Linked DNA regions of Macaca mulatta: regions 1 and 3 are each linked to region 2. Evidence: chromatin contacts called from public Hi-C data. All regions are on one chromosome and are shown on one strand. Each heading gives the region's core, a stretch centred on a gene start, on an enhancer-like site or on the middle of the called end of the contact. The rest is flanking DNA. Distances are from core to core; before and after follow the strand shown.

Region 1 (4,169 bases), core at 1,286-3,785, 390 kb after region 2:
AGAAGACTGTTCTAAAATGTGCTTAACAAAAGCTGGTCTTGTCCAGAAACAAAATAACTCTCTGGCTTATTAGAACTTTTGTGCTCCTGGATTGTTTTGTTTTGTGTTTTGTTTTGTTTCATTTTGTTTTGTTTTAATCAGAAATGTTCTTGCCTGTGTCCCAGCGCCATCTTGTGTTAGAAATGAGCATATTTTCCAATCAGGGTGGAAAAAACCCATTTTGGACGGTCTGAGGGACCACTACTCCTTTCTGCACCCGAGAATATCTGGATTGGAAGAAACCCCAAAGGTCAAATATTTAATGCCCCTATATCATCTAGGCAAGCCTTCCACAATATCCCTGCCAGGGGTAGAGATTTTTCGTCTAGTCCCCAGAATAAGCGTAAATCCAGGAGGCGAGGGCTGAAAGAAATTCTCCTAGAACAAATGAAAATGAAATAGTTGACGGAGAGAGATGCACAAGCAGTTTTTCCTTTCCATTTCCTTTTAGTTTCGCTTTCATAGATCTCCCGGTATGTTAAGAAAAGCAAAGACGTGACTGGAGACCTATGGAAATGCTCTGCGGTAGCTTCCGGAGCAGGAATGGATCTGAAATGATGACATAAGAAAATGCATAAATACCCTACAATGAAGGGTAGAAGTTAATTTTTTTCAGAGCAGTGCTTTTCAGTAAGTGACTGCCAGGCAGATTTTGTTCAACACTATGTCATAATAAGACTTGTCTTAAAATATTCCATATTTAATTCATTGGGCTTTGAAGAGAAGGATATGATATTTCTCTTCCAATTTTAGGATTATTTAAGATTTGGGCTAATGTTAAGAACCTTCTATCAAATAAAAATACTGTAAGTGTGATGCAAGCATTATCCCAAATCCTGAAAGTAGATGGAGGGTTTTGGATTGGATCACGGCTAACATCCCTTTCCTGTTCTGAGAGTTTCTTACTCTGTGATTTGGGGCCACTCACAAGATCAACAGCAAGTACCTTTGTGTCAAGGTGTCCTGGTCCAAAGGGCCCAGGGGTTGGCAGGGCAAGAGTCTCCTTGTCATTCAGCTGCACAGTTGATTCAAAGTAGGTGATCTGCACCAGATTTCTGATCATTCACGATTCTCAGCTGCTTCTTGTCCCTTGTGTCCTTTGGGTGGTTTGTAAATTCACTTTATAGTCTCCCTCAATAGATGAAAACTTCCACAAACACAGGGACTGTATCTTTTGCTTCCTACATCTCTGGGCATCTTGGTGCTGATGAATCTGAGCCCAGAATCTGATTTGTGTCAGTATGACACCAAATCATGGACTTTGAGAGACGGCAGCAACCTTGGAGATCACCTGGTTCAATCATCTCATTTTTTAGTCGGGAAACTGAGGCCCCAAAATGGGATGTTATACACAATATCACATAATTCAATGGTACTGAGCTTGGATCAGTCCCCGCGTCTCCTGTTTTAGCCACTAACGATGTATCTCAATCTCTCTGTCTCCACAACAGCAGAGGACATACACTGTTCCCACTCCAGCTTAAAGCAGCTCACCACACACAAGAACCTGCTTCAAACCCGGGAGGTGGAGGTTGCAGTGAGCCGAGATCACGCCTTTGCACTCCAGCCTGAGTGACAGAGGGAGGTTCTGTCTCAAAAAATTTTAAACAGCCCTATGTGAGTGAATACTGCCTTCTACTTCATAATATACACGTTTGCTTTAACATTAAAAATAATGTTAGAGGCTGGGCGCAGTGACTCACGCCTGTAATCCCAGCGCTTTGGGAGGCCGAGGCGGGCGGAGCACGACGTCAGGAGATCGAAGCCATCCTGGCTAACACGGTGAAACCCCGTCTTTACTAAAAATACAAAAAAGTTAGCCAGACATGGTGGCGGGTGCCTGGTAGTCTCAGCTACTTGGGAGGCTGAGGCAGGAGAATGGTGTGAACTTGGGAGGCAGAGGTTGCAGTGAGCTGAGATTGGGCCACTGCACTCCAGCCTGGGCGACAGAGCGCGTCTCAAAAAAAAAAAAAAAGAGAGAGAGAAAAAAGAAAAAGAAAAAATGAGTTAGATTTTTTTTTTTTCTAATAAGAAAAATTGGTACTGAAGATCTAATAGTAAAGAGTCATTTATTTTCCTTGGCATACTGCTGTAATCCCTGGAGTTAGAACAAAGTTGTAATGTTGGGTGGAGTGCTTGGGGTTCTGGGATGGTGATCCTCCTTGTGAGTATGGTTCTGTGCCCCCTGAAGGTATGTGAGGGAGGATGGAAGTCAGGCAAGGGGGTCAACAGGGGAGGGAAAAGCCAAGACCTTGTCATTTACAAAAATTAATTAATTGTTTTAACAGCTTCGTGGAGGTGTAATTTACATATAATTCATCCATTTAAAGTTCAATGGCTTTACAATTTAATGGTTTTCAGTATAAAAGTGCGGTGTCTTGAGAAAACAGGGCAGACAGCGTGAGAAGCTGGAGCTGGTGATGGTTGTATTAAAACACACCCCTCCACACAGTGCCTTTTGGAGTAGAAGAAACAGCGACACCTAGCTTTTAACTCAATGTGTGCGCTCTGTCCTGCCTCTTGGTTATCTGTAGGGCGTTATTAAACCAGAGAAGCACCACCCCTACTCCCTCACAAACTGAAGTGCTATCCATAGACACTTGCTTTATTTTCTGGGCAGAAATAATGGACTGCAGGGATAAACTAGCAGAAAATAGCGGCTGCTGAATTGGTAGGGGAAAGAAACAAAGGGCCAGGAAAGGTCATGAGTGATAAAGCAGTGAGCCACATTGCTTTTTTTTTTTTTTTAAGGGAAACATAAATTTATCCTAGGGAGTACACTTGACCAATCGAGGTTAAGTAGTCAGAACTGATATCAGAAGTAGACGGCTTAAAACCACATTGAGAGATGGCAAGAGGCAGCAACTAGGAACGTGGGCTCTAGAGCCAGGCACCAAGGCTCCAGGGCTTGACCTTGGGCAAGCTAACTGATCTCTTTGTGTCTCAGATCCCTTACAGGTAAAATGAGGGTAATAAGAGTAGCTACTTCCGTGGGGTGCTTGTGCGACTTATATTTGTTCACAGTTTGTAAGTGTCAGGCACGTACTAACTGCCTAACATTGTTATAAGTGTCACTTGTAACACTGCTTACTAAATGTAAGTGTTAATTATTATACCATGCCCTGTTCAATCTGTGTATCATCCCCCTACTTCCCATTTCCCAAACTCACATAGACTCTCTCTCTCTGTCTCTCTGTCTCTCTCTCTCTCTGTCTCTCTCTCTCTCTGTCTCTCTCTCTCTCTCTGTCTCTCTCTCCCTCCACCTCACTCTTCCTTATCACATCAGACATATTGCTGCCTGGGAAGCTTGTACCAGCTGCTCCCTCTGCATGGAATACCTTTTGTCTAGATATCTATTTACTTCCTTACGTCCTCCAAGTTTTTCCTTAAATGTTCTGTTCTCAATAAGGGGCATCCTGACTACTCCCAACATCCCTTGTCCTGATCTATGTTTTTTTTCTATAGTTCTTATCACCTTAAAACATACTATACAATGTACCTATTTATTATCTATTATTGTCTATCTCCACATGTCCCTACCCCAAGGCCTGCCCACCCACTAGCATGTAAATCCCATAAAGGCAGAGGCTTTGACAATCTATTTTGTTCCCTGATCTATTCAAGAGGCTACAGACAGTGCCTGGAACATGGAGGGTGCTTGCTAAATATTTATTGAATGAAGAATTGAAGGCTAATTCATATTAGATAATCTGTTGTAATTTCTTGACACCCCTGGGTGCGCTCATTAGAAACAGGCTAAACCCTCGCATGTCTGGAGTGACCTAAGTCCAGGCAGTACACCTTTTGGCTGCCCTTTTCACCACCCGAGGCTTTTACTTTCCTCCCTCTCTCCTACTTTTAAACATTATTTCTTATGGAAGTCTTTTCCTGCTTTCTGCTCGGAAGCTCAAAGCTTCTCACGCTTTTTTCTAAGTCATTTCTGTTGTCCCTTTCCGGATCATTCCTATTAAGTCCTTTTTTTTTTTTTTTTTTTTAACAATGTGATGACCAAAACCCTAATGTGGCATTCCTGGAAGGAAAGCCCCAGCCAGGAATGTCACAGCTCCAGAGTCTTTTCAGAATTCTCCATCCTCTAATTAGGATGGCCACACATCTCAGCTGCTGCTTTT
Region 2 (3,990 bases), core at 425-2,924:
CGGCAGCTGGAGTCGGAGCGGGGGGGGACGGTTTCAAAAAATAATTAAAAATCGAGGAAATATCCTAGAAAAGCCCTTTTGGCGTGAAAACCCCAAAGAGGAGCCAGGCTTCCCGAAAGGGAGGTTTCGGGTGCCAGAAAGGTCTGTATTCCGACCCCTGGGGCTTTGGATCCCGGGAGGAAACTTGAAGGGGTGAGCGCCGCGGCGGGAGTGTCCGGCTGCGGCCCACAAGGACAGAAACTAGGGAACGTGGTGACGAGCTAGGGGAAAGACGGGAGCAGGGAGCCCTGGAAAGAGGCACGGGGGGCTCCAACCTCTCTTTTAGGGGTGACCCGATATCCCCCCTACACACACCCCCTCCCCCCCCTTCCTACCCCACCCAAATCTCCGCACCGAGGAAGCTGGAAAACCAAACTGTAAGTAACCTTCGTGAGGTGGGGGGTGGGGGAGAGGGCACGATTAAAAGTGGGGTGGCCGGGATAATGGGGTGCGAGGGTAAGCGGGCGACGTTTCCCAGCCTTTCCAAGGGAGTTTGCAAAGCAACATGGCGAAACCACGGCAGGTCCAGAGCTGTGCATACGTGGGCACACGGCTCACTGGGCAAAGACTTGGAGTGAGGGGCAAGAAGTGGTTCTTTTGGGTTCCCCCGAAACACACGTTTCTTCAATGGGACTTCCGGGGCTCCTGAATTCCCCGTTTCTCTCCTTCTCCCTCCTCCCTCCACCTCCCCCCTGAAGTGCCAGCGCGGAGTCGCGACCACATGCGGGGACCTGAGGCCAAGACGAATTTGCTCTGGCCTTTTGGGGGGCTGCCTTTCTACTTGGGGTCCCGATTTCAGGCCCCGACTCCCTTCCTGACCGCAGCGCCAGCAGCCGCGGCGGCTTCGCAAAAGACAGGTCGCGAGGGGGGTGGGAAGAAGAGGCAGCCACATGCAGACACACGCGCGCGGGATGCTCCCCCACCCCCGCCCAGGGCAGCCTCGCTTCTCCCAGATTTTCCTCCCCCCTCTCCCTCCCCAGTTTATCTGGAGAGGAACAGAAAAGAAGCCACGCGTCTCGCCAAAGGGCGCGCGGTGACCTCCCGCACAGGAGCCGAGAGGTCGGCGCGGGGATTGACCTCTCCCAGGTTTAGGGCTCCGGCCGGGGACCCGAGAATCCGGGAGGGGTCCTGGCTCCTAGCGAGCGCCGCCCGCCGACCTACCTCCAGCATCCAGGTGGCCACCATCCTGCGCATGTAGGGTTGGATGTCCTTCTGCACGCACTTGAAGTAGGAGCACTGCGGAAGGTAGCGCTCCTCGATGGTGAGCAGGTTCTGCAGGACGCGGTCGTCTTGGAGCAGGTTGCGGTCACGCACGGCCCTGCGGACCGGGTCCACCTCGCAGCACAGCAGCTCCATGGCCAGCCCGGCGACCCCTCTCTCCCCTGCTTTCTCCGGTCTGGAAAAGTGTTTTTCTCTTTTTGTTTTTTGGAAGGGGAGGGGAAAGGGTTCCCCTTACCTCCTTCCTTTGGCTAAATAGGGGGTTTTCGGGGGAGAGGTGAGAGCAGAGAGAGAAGGTGGAGCGGAAGAGAGGCGAGGATCGGGTGGTGGGCGAGCAGAGCCTCCGGGCTGCCCCACTCGCACCGGTCCTCCCCTTCAAACTGGTCTCGCTCTCCCCAGCTCGCTCTTCTCCGCTCTGAGGCGGTGACGCAAGCTGGCTGGGCAGTTAGCTCTCCTCCCTCTCCCCGCGCTCCCCGCTCTGGTTCCTCCTCCCCTTCCCTCCCCTCCCGGTCCTCCCCTCCTCCTTTCAATCTCTCCCTCCCTCCCTCCTTTTCCCCTCTCGTTATTAAGGAGAACAGCAGCTGGCCCGACCTAACTTCAAACGCAGTCCCCCGCCCCCCCACCCCTCTCCCTCCATCCAGCCCTGCATGCCAGGGGCCCCGGACAGGGCAACCCACAAAAAACTACCGATTCCTATTTCTGCCCTCTTAATTTCACTCATTCTGTAGGTGTAGCACGCCAAAATACGACCCTCCAACTTTGGCTTCTTCAAAACGGATCCTAATACTTCTGCCCTTGGATTTAAGATCCAGGAACGTAGGGTAGATTGTTTGAAGATGGGGTGACCTCGGACAATTTGGAAATAGTTCCCTTAAGTGAAAAATAAGGGAGGGGGTGATTTTAGAAAATAGCAACCTCGCATACTCAGAGATAAAGGTCATGTCCCTGAAGTTTGTGTTCCTGATAACTTCGAAGCTGTTCCAAAAGCCCCGATTAAAGGGACCAGAACAACGTCCCTTCTGCCCCCCTGCAGACTGTGGGCAGAGGAAAAAGAAGAAGGAGGGGTGCGTGTGAGGAAGGAAGGGGGATGCTTCTCTGGAGGGATAGAATGTGATCCTCGAGCAGAAACCATAGTGTTTCTGGGGGCCCTTGGGGCGCCGTGGGGCGACGCGGTGCAGCGCCTAGGGCCGCCGCAGGCCGGGGGCAGGGCTCCCAGCGGTTTCTCCGCGGCCAGCGGCCACGCAGGAAAAACCCGCTTCCTCGCCCCTGTATCTGCTGACAAGCCGCCCGAGGTGTCTGCGCTGAGCGTGGCCACACCGATACAGCTTTCTAGGAAATGGCCCGGGAGGGGGAGGGGGCGAGTGAGGGATTAGGTCTGGCTCCCCCTCGCTCCCCCTGCGCAAACACCACCACCCCTTCCTTTCCCCGGAGGCATGAGGCCTCCACCCTCGGTCCTTCGTCCGCATCCTCGCCGACCCCTCCGGTTGCGCGCCTCACTCGCCAGGCTTTTTCCCTGGGAGCCAACTGCGGTGAAGTCGCCGCCAGCACGGTCGGCCCTGACACGTGCTCTAACGCATCCTTCAGTCAAGGCTGTCTTTACAGGAGATAGGATCTGGTGGCGTTTCCTCACCTCCTTCCTCCTGTCACCCCCCACCCCCACCCTGCCCTTCGGTGTATTTCAAGGAGGAAGGGGACAGACCAGCGCCCTGATGTGCTGGCCGAGCTGGCACGTGCAGCGGGCATGGCGTGGCTTGAGCTCTCTGGGCACACCGAGGCCGACCGAGTACCTCCCTCACCGAGAGAGGGGGCCCCGGCAGGGGCGCGGAGAGCCAGCAAGGCAGGGTGGGGCGCGGGCAGGGTGAGCCGTACACTAGGTTCTCTGCAAGGCGGAGGAGGGGAGCAAAGAAACCAGAGGTGCAAGCGATTAACTCAGGCCCCGGAGCCAGCCTCCTTACACGAGGGTGGGGCGGAAGGGGTTGTGGGGGGGAAAGGAGGGGATATCGCTTTAAAAGGGTGAGTAAGAGTTTGGGGCGCCGTCTCCCCTCCCTCTATTTGCATAGCCAATAGCTCTGGGGCTCCTGCTACTGCGCGCTGATTGTTACCGGGCAGATTACTTTTTTTTTTTTTTTTTTTTTTTTTTTTAGTAGGACGCGTTCCCCACTACATCAAAAGGAAGCCAAGGGAGGGCGGAGGGAGAGCGGGCGCTGGGGCGGGCGAAAGCTGGGGAGAGGCCCGGCCGCCTCCGACCTTATCAATAGCCTCGGGAATGAGTATGCCATCTCCTATATGTAAAGAAAGGGGAGGGAAGGGGCGGGCGAGGAAAATGTCTAATTGCTGTGGAAGCCATTAGCTTTCAGGAAGAAAAAAAGCTCGCTGAAAAACCCAAGTTGCAAACTCAAAATGAAACAGTCCAGCGCCGCGGATGACACCCGGGCCGAACACCGTGTTCACCCGCACACAGTGGGTCCCGAACAATCCCCTATTGATTTTAGTCACGTTGGACTTCCGGACTGAAGCTTTTGAGTCACCCCGGATAAATACATTCACTTACATTTTAAGACCCCCCATAAGGGAATTACTCCAATTTCACCTAAGCCACCTTTAAGCGGATCAAAGAAAGTTGCAACGGGGAGAGGGGAGAAAAGGAGGGAGCGCGGGAGGTATTTTTAAAGTATAAATCTAACCCGACAGGCAAGGACAGAGGCCACCGGGGCTCCCAGCCTCTGGACATCA
Region 3 (3,870 bases), core at 698-3,197, 470 kb after region 2:
TTATGTTGTTAGTATACCATTTTTACCTTTCTTTAGAAACATAGGTCTTATGAGTCACATATGAATGTGAATTTCTTAATAACAGAATAATGATTTCTAATTATATACATTATTTTAATTAACACAGTTCAGTGGACTGGGCATCATGAACTCAAGTTTGCTTTAAATAAGCAGTCTAAAGCCAAGACTGTGACCTGTCCAAGCTTAAATAGCTAAGAAGGATGTAAACTCACATCTGTCTGACCCAAAGCCCAGCACCTAAACACAGTGGGTTTTCTCACTCAGGAAAATACAAAATTTAAAAAAGATTCTAAGGAGAGCCCAGAGACAATAGTATCCAAAAAGAGAATAGCAGGCAAGCCCTGTTACTGGAATGAGTGAGACGAAAACTGGACTCCATGAGGACCTGAAAACCTCAGCTACATGTAAGATCAGCCCTGGCATCCCAGCTGCTTAGTCCTACCTACCTCTAGCCCAACTACTGCTTAGTGCCTACACAAAGCAGACAGTTCCCCAGGTTGTCTGTTAGAGTGAGGAGGTTGTCAGGTGCCAGAATCTATGGAGGCACTTAGGGCCTGGATATCTGAGCTTATGTTACTGCTTTGCAACCTGGGGAGTCTAGCGTTTCATCCATCTGCAGAGTTAATTTTCATCCCTCCCTTTTTGGCCTCTGAACCACTGGAAATAGGATCTCTCTGTCAACAGTGCCTTTGACTGTTTATTTTCCACTTCTCCAGTTGCATTTTATTCTCAGCTTGGATCATTAACCCACTGTGTAGAAATTTTGATCAGACTTGGATCCTAGAGGACCAGTGCTGTGGTGTGTTTAGCTGCTGTTTAGTAATAGCAAATACTTAAACCTGTAATGCACATTGCCCATGGGCTGTCTGCATTGAGTTGTTTTTCTACCAAATGTGTTCATCTGCCCAGACTCCTTTTAAAGAAAGTAATAAATTCCCTCCCTGCAATTATAGTGTAATTCACTGGGAAAGTGTGGTTTAATTTGTGCATCATTTTCTTGGATCAAATAAATCACCCTAAAGCTATCTTCAGTTGAAGTTTTGTTATTACAAAGCCCGAGAAGATCGTCCAATTATCATTTAGAGTGGTTATCAGCCTGTTCTACAGTGGGGAGCTGAAAAGGAAATACAGGTTTATTTTCAGTGGCCCTTATCTTGGTGTTCAACCACTGCCATCCTCCATCCTTAAAGAGGGCAGGCGGAGCTGGAACTTGGAACTCTCATTTTGAAAGGATCACAGACTCTAGGGAATACACCCACTAGACTTTTAAATTCTTTGAGGATGAGACCTATGCTCGACATTTGTATTCAAGGTAGCATGGCGTAATGATTAGCAATATAGACTCTGAAGCCAGACAGCCTGGGTTTCACTCCTGCCTGTATGGCACTAGCTGGCTGTGTGACCTCTCAGTACTTCAGTTTCCTCATCAGTAAAAGTACCTATCTCTTAGAGCTGTTGTGATGATGAAGTGAGTTAACATATGTAGAGGGCACAGGATGGACCCTGGGCTCTAATAAGTACTGTATATCTAACTGTATAGTCTGGCACTGAGTAGGCTTAATAAATGTCTGGGAATGAATAGCAGCATTCCATCATTCACCTGTAATAATTTCTTCCTGGTATCATTACTACTAGATCAACAAGGTAGGGATAAATTTCTGGAGGAAAAAAACGTTGTAGATAGTTGGAATGATTGACCAAGGAGGGAGTGAAATATTCTGGGGGAGGTTCTCATGACCACATTGACTCTCCTCAGTCAGGGATTCTCGTGTATAGTCCTGCATATTAACAAGGAGTTGGAGGCCTCTAGAGAGGAAGTGTCACTGCAAATTCTTCCAACAAGAGAAAACAGTTGTCCTCTGCTCACGTAGATCATAGATCATAGCACGTAGATTTGCAGTGTGCTACTCTATCTTGTAAATATGCCACTGAGTTCCACTAGGGGCACAGCTAAGTTTCTGCTGATTTTTTTAGCACTGAGATTGACATATCCTGAGCTAATGAATATGCAAAACCTTTCCAGTACGTTTGCTAGCTTCATCCACTTCTAGGCAGTCTTCTAGCTGAGTCTCCCAAGTATGATTCCTGGCCTCTATTGCATTTTTACCTCCTGGTGCCTGCTTCTTACACCATCAACGCCGCCTCTCCCCATCCTCCGTTGTCCTCTTGTATGTGACCCCCAAGCCTTTGGCTAAGAATAATTCAGCCATTCCCAATACTTAGAAATCATAGAAAACATGAGTGTGGTCTGGCAGAGGAGCATTGTCTGGTTGTCTTGTAAACGTTACAGATGTGGCAGATCCATTTGGCTTTACTGTGTCTTTAATATATATGTTTGTGTGCATGTATACATGTGCACATACACACATACATCCAATTACACATCCATGCATTTAAAAATACGGTGTTTGTACTCACATGGCCCTAAGCTGTAAAATATCTTGCTTTTCCTACTACTCAAGGCTTTTTGCTTCCTGTGTTCCTTCTACTTTTCCATAATTGTAATCTCAGAACATTCACATGACACCAAGTGTTAGGTGGAGTTCAATGCCTAGAAGTCAGAGCAAGAGAAGGAGAGATTTGCCCCCATTTCATAGTTTCCTAGCATGAGAACATTTATATTGTCCCTTATACGCAAGTATACGTAAGTCTTCCTTGCATTCCCCACTGTCTAGATCCAAGGTCTTCGGAGAGAGGTGCTGCTTCTCAGCTCTGTATCCCCACCTTCTCTAATAGTGCGCAGCACACAGTTTTGTTAGATGAAATAGGAATGCTTATTTACTCGATTGTGTGTGTGTGTGTGTGTGTATATGTGTTTGTTTGCAAAGAGCAGAAAAAGGAGTTTATTGTAGGACTACGTTAGAACTGGAGCTGGAAAAAAATATCAGGATTTCAGCAGTTTTTAAGATACCTGCCCTCTTTCTCTCCCTTTGGAACTATCTAACATGACAAATTTTCTCATCTCTGCATATCTGCCCTTCTTTCCTTTGGTACTCACTGATCCATTCCCGCTGTATTCCCCAACCTAAATTCTGACTGCTTAATGTAGAATCCTCCTACATTTATTGGACAACATCCTTCTTGTTGGGCTGCCTCATGGGTTGAAGCCCAGTCTATGATTGAGCTACCTTGGGTCAGATGCATATTCCAGTCTATTCAGTAACCACTGCTGCCCAAAAAGACTGCCTGGCCTTGCTATTTTGAAGGATGGGGTTGGTGGGGAGCTGTGGGAAGTGCAGTTAGAGGGATCAATAGATGATGCAGGAACATTATAATTCATGGCAGAGTGTCCCTGAAAAAAACGGTGCTAGTACACTGTAGCAAAGAAACAAAAGGACTCCTAACTACTGGGTGATTGTTACCAAGCCCTTCACGTATATTAACTAATTTAACCTTTTTTTTTTTTTTTTTGGTCGGGGTCGGAGGCAGGTGTGTGGAGTCTCACTCTGTCGCCCAGGCTGGAGTGCAATGGTGCGATCTCGGCTCACTGCAACCTCCACCTCCTGGGTTCACGTGATTCTCATCTCAGCCTTCTGAGTAGCTGGGATTACAGGCGCCTGCCATCACACCCAGCTAATTTTTTGTATTTTTAGTACAGACAGGATTTCGCCATGTGGGCCAGGCTGGTCTTGAACTCTCAACCTCAGGTGATCCACCCACCTCAGCCTCCCAAAGTGCTGGGATGACAGGTGTGAGCCACTGCGCCTGGCCTTAATTTAACCTTTTATGATGTAATACTAGTCTTGTCAGATGTAGCAAATAAAAATACAGGAAGGATACCCATACAATATTTAGGATATACTTAAGAAATTATTTGTGATTTATCTGAAATTCAAATTTAACTGGGTA

The links. Hi-C and Micro-C count contacts between places; a contact is called where the count stands out from the background.
Region 1: a Hi-C map of fetal cortex germinal zone shows a contact between it and region 2, with 6 times the contacts expected there. The contact joins the enhancer-like site here to the promoter of CCND2 in region 2. A contact is called at or near these places in 7 of 14 Hi-C or Micro-C datasets (CD4 T cells, blood, cortical neurons and 4 more).
Region 3: a Hi-C map of fetal cortical plate shows a contact between it and region 2, with 3 times the contacts expected there. The contact joins the enhancer-like site here to the promoter of CCND2 in region 2. A contact is called at or near these places in 2 of 14 Hi-C or Micro-C datasets (fetal cortex germinal zone and fetal cortical plate).

The regions. Positions count from the first base shown.
Region 1 is chr11:4,778,092-4,782,260 of T2T-MMU8v2.0, reverse strand. No RefSeq gene overlaps it. Among named protein-coding and RNA genes, the nearest start is that of PARP11, 44 kb to the right of the region's middle. Within about 2 kb of position 2,535, at least 19 of the 40 cell types and tissues checked have an H3K27ac peak or open chromatin away from gene starts, as enhancers often do. A contact at or near this core is called in CD4 T cells, blood, fetal cortex germinal zone and 1 more, where this site is marked.
Region 2 is chr11:5,166,331-5,170,320 of T2T-MMU8v2.0, reverse strand. It overlaps CCND2 (cyclin D2), which reads right to left and starts at 1,674. Exons shown (of 5, transcript XM_015150849.3): 1 at 1,201-1,674. The coding sequence starts at 1,395.
Region 3 is chr11:4,697,523-4,701,392 of T2T-MMU8v2.0, reverse strand. No RefSeq gene overlaps it. Among named protein-coding and RNA genes, the nearest start is that of CRACR2A, 20 kb to the right of the region's middle. Within about 2 kb of position 1,947, at least 1 of the 40 cell types and tissues checked has an H3K27ac peak or open chromatin away from gene starts, as enhancers often do. A contact at or near this core is called in fetal cortical plate, where this site is marked.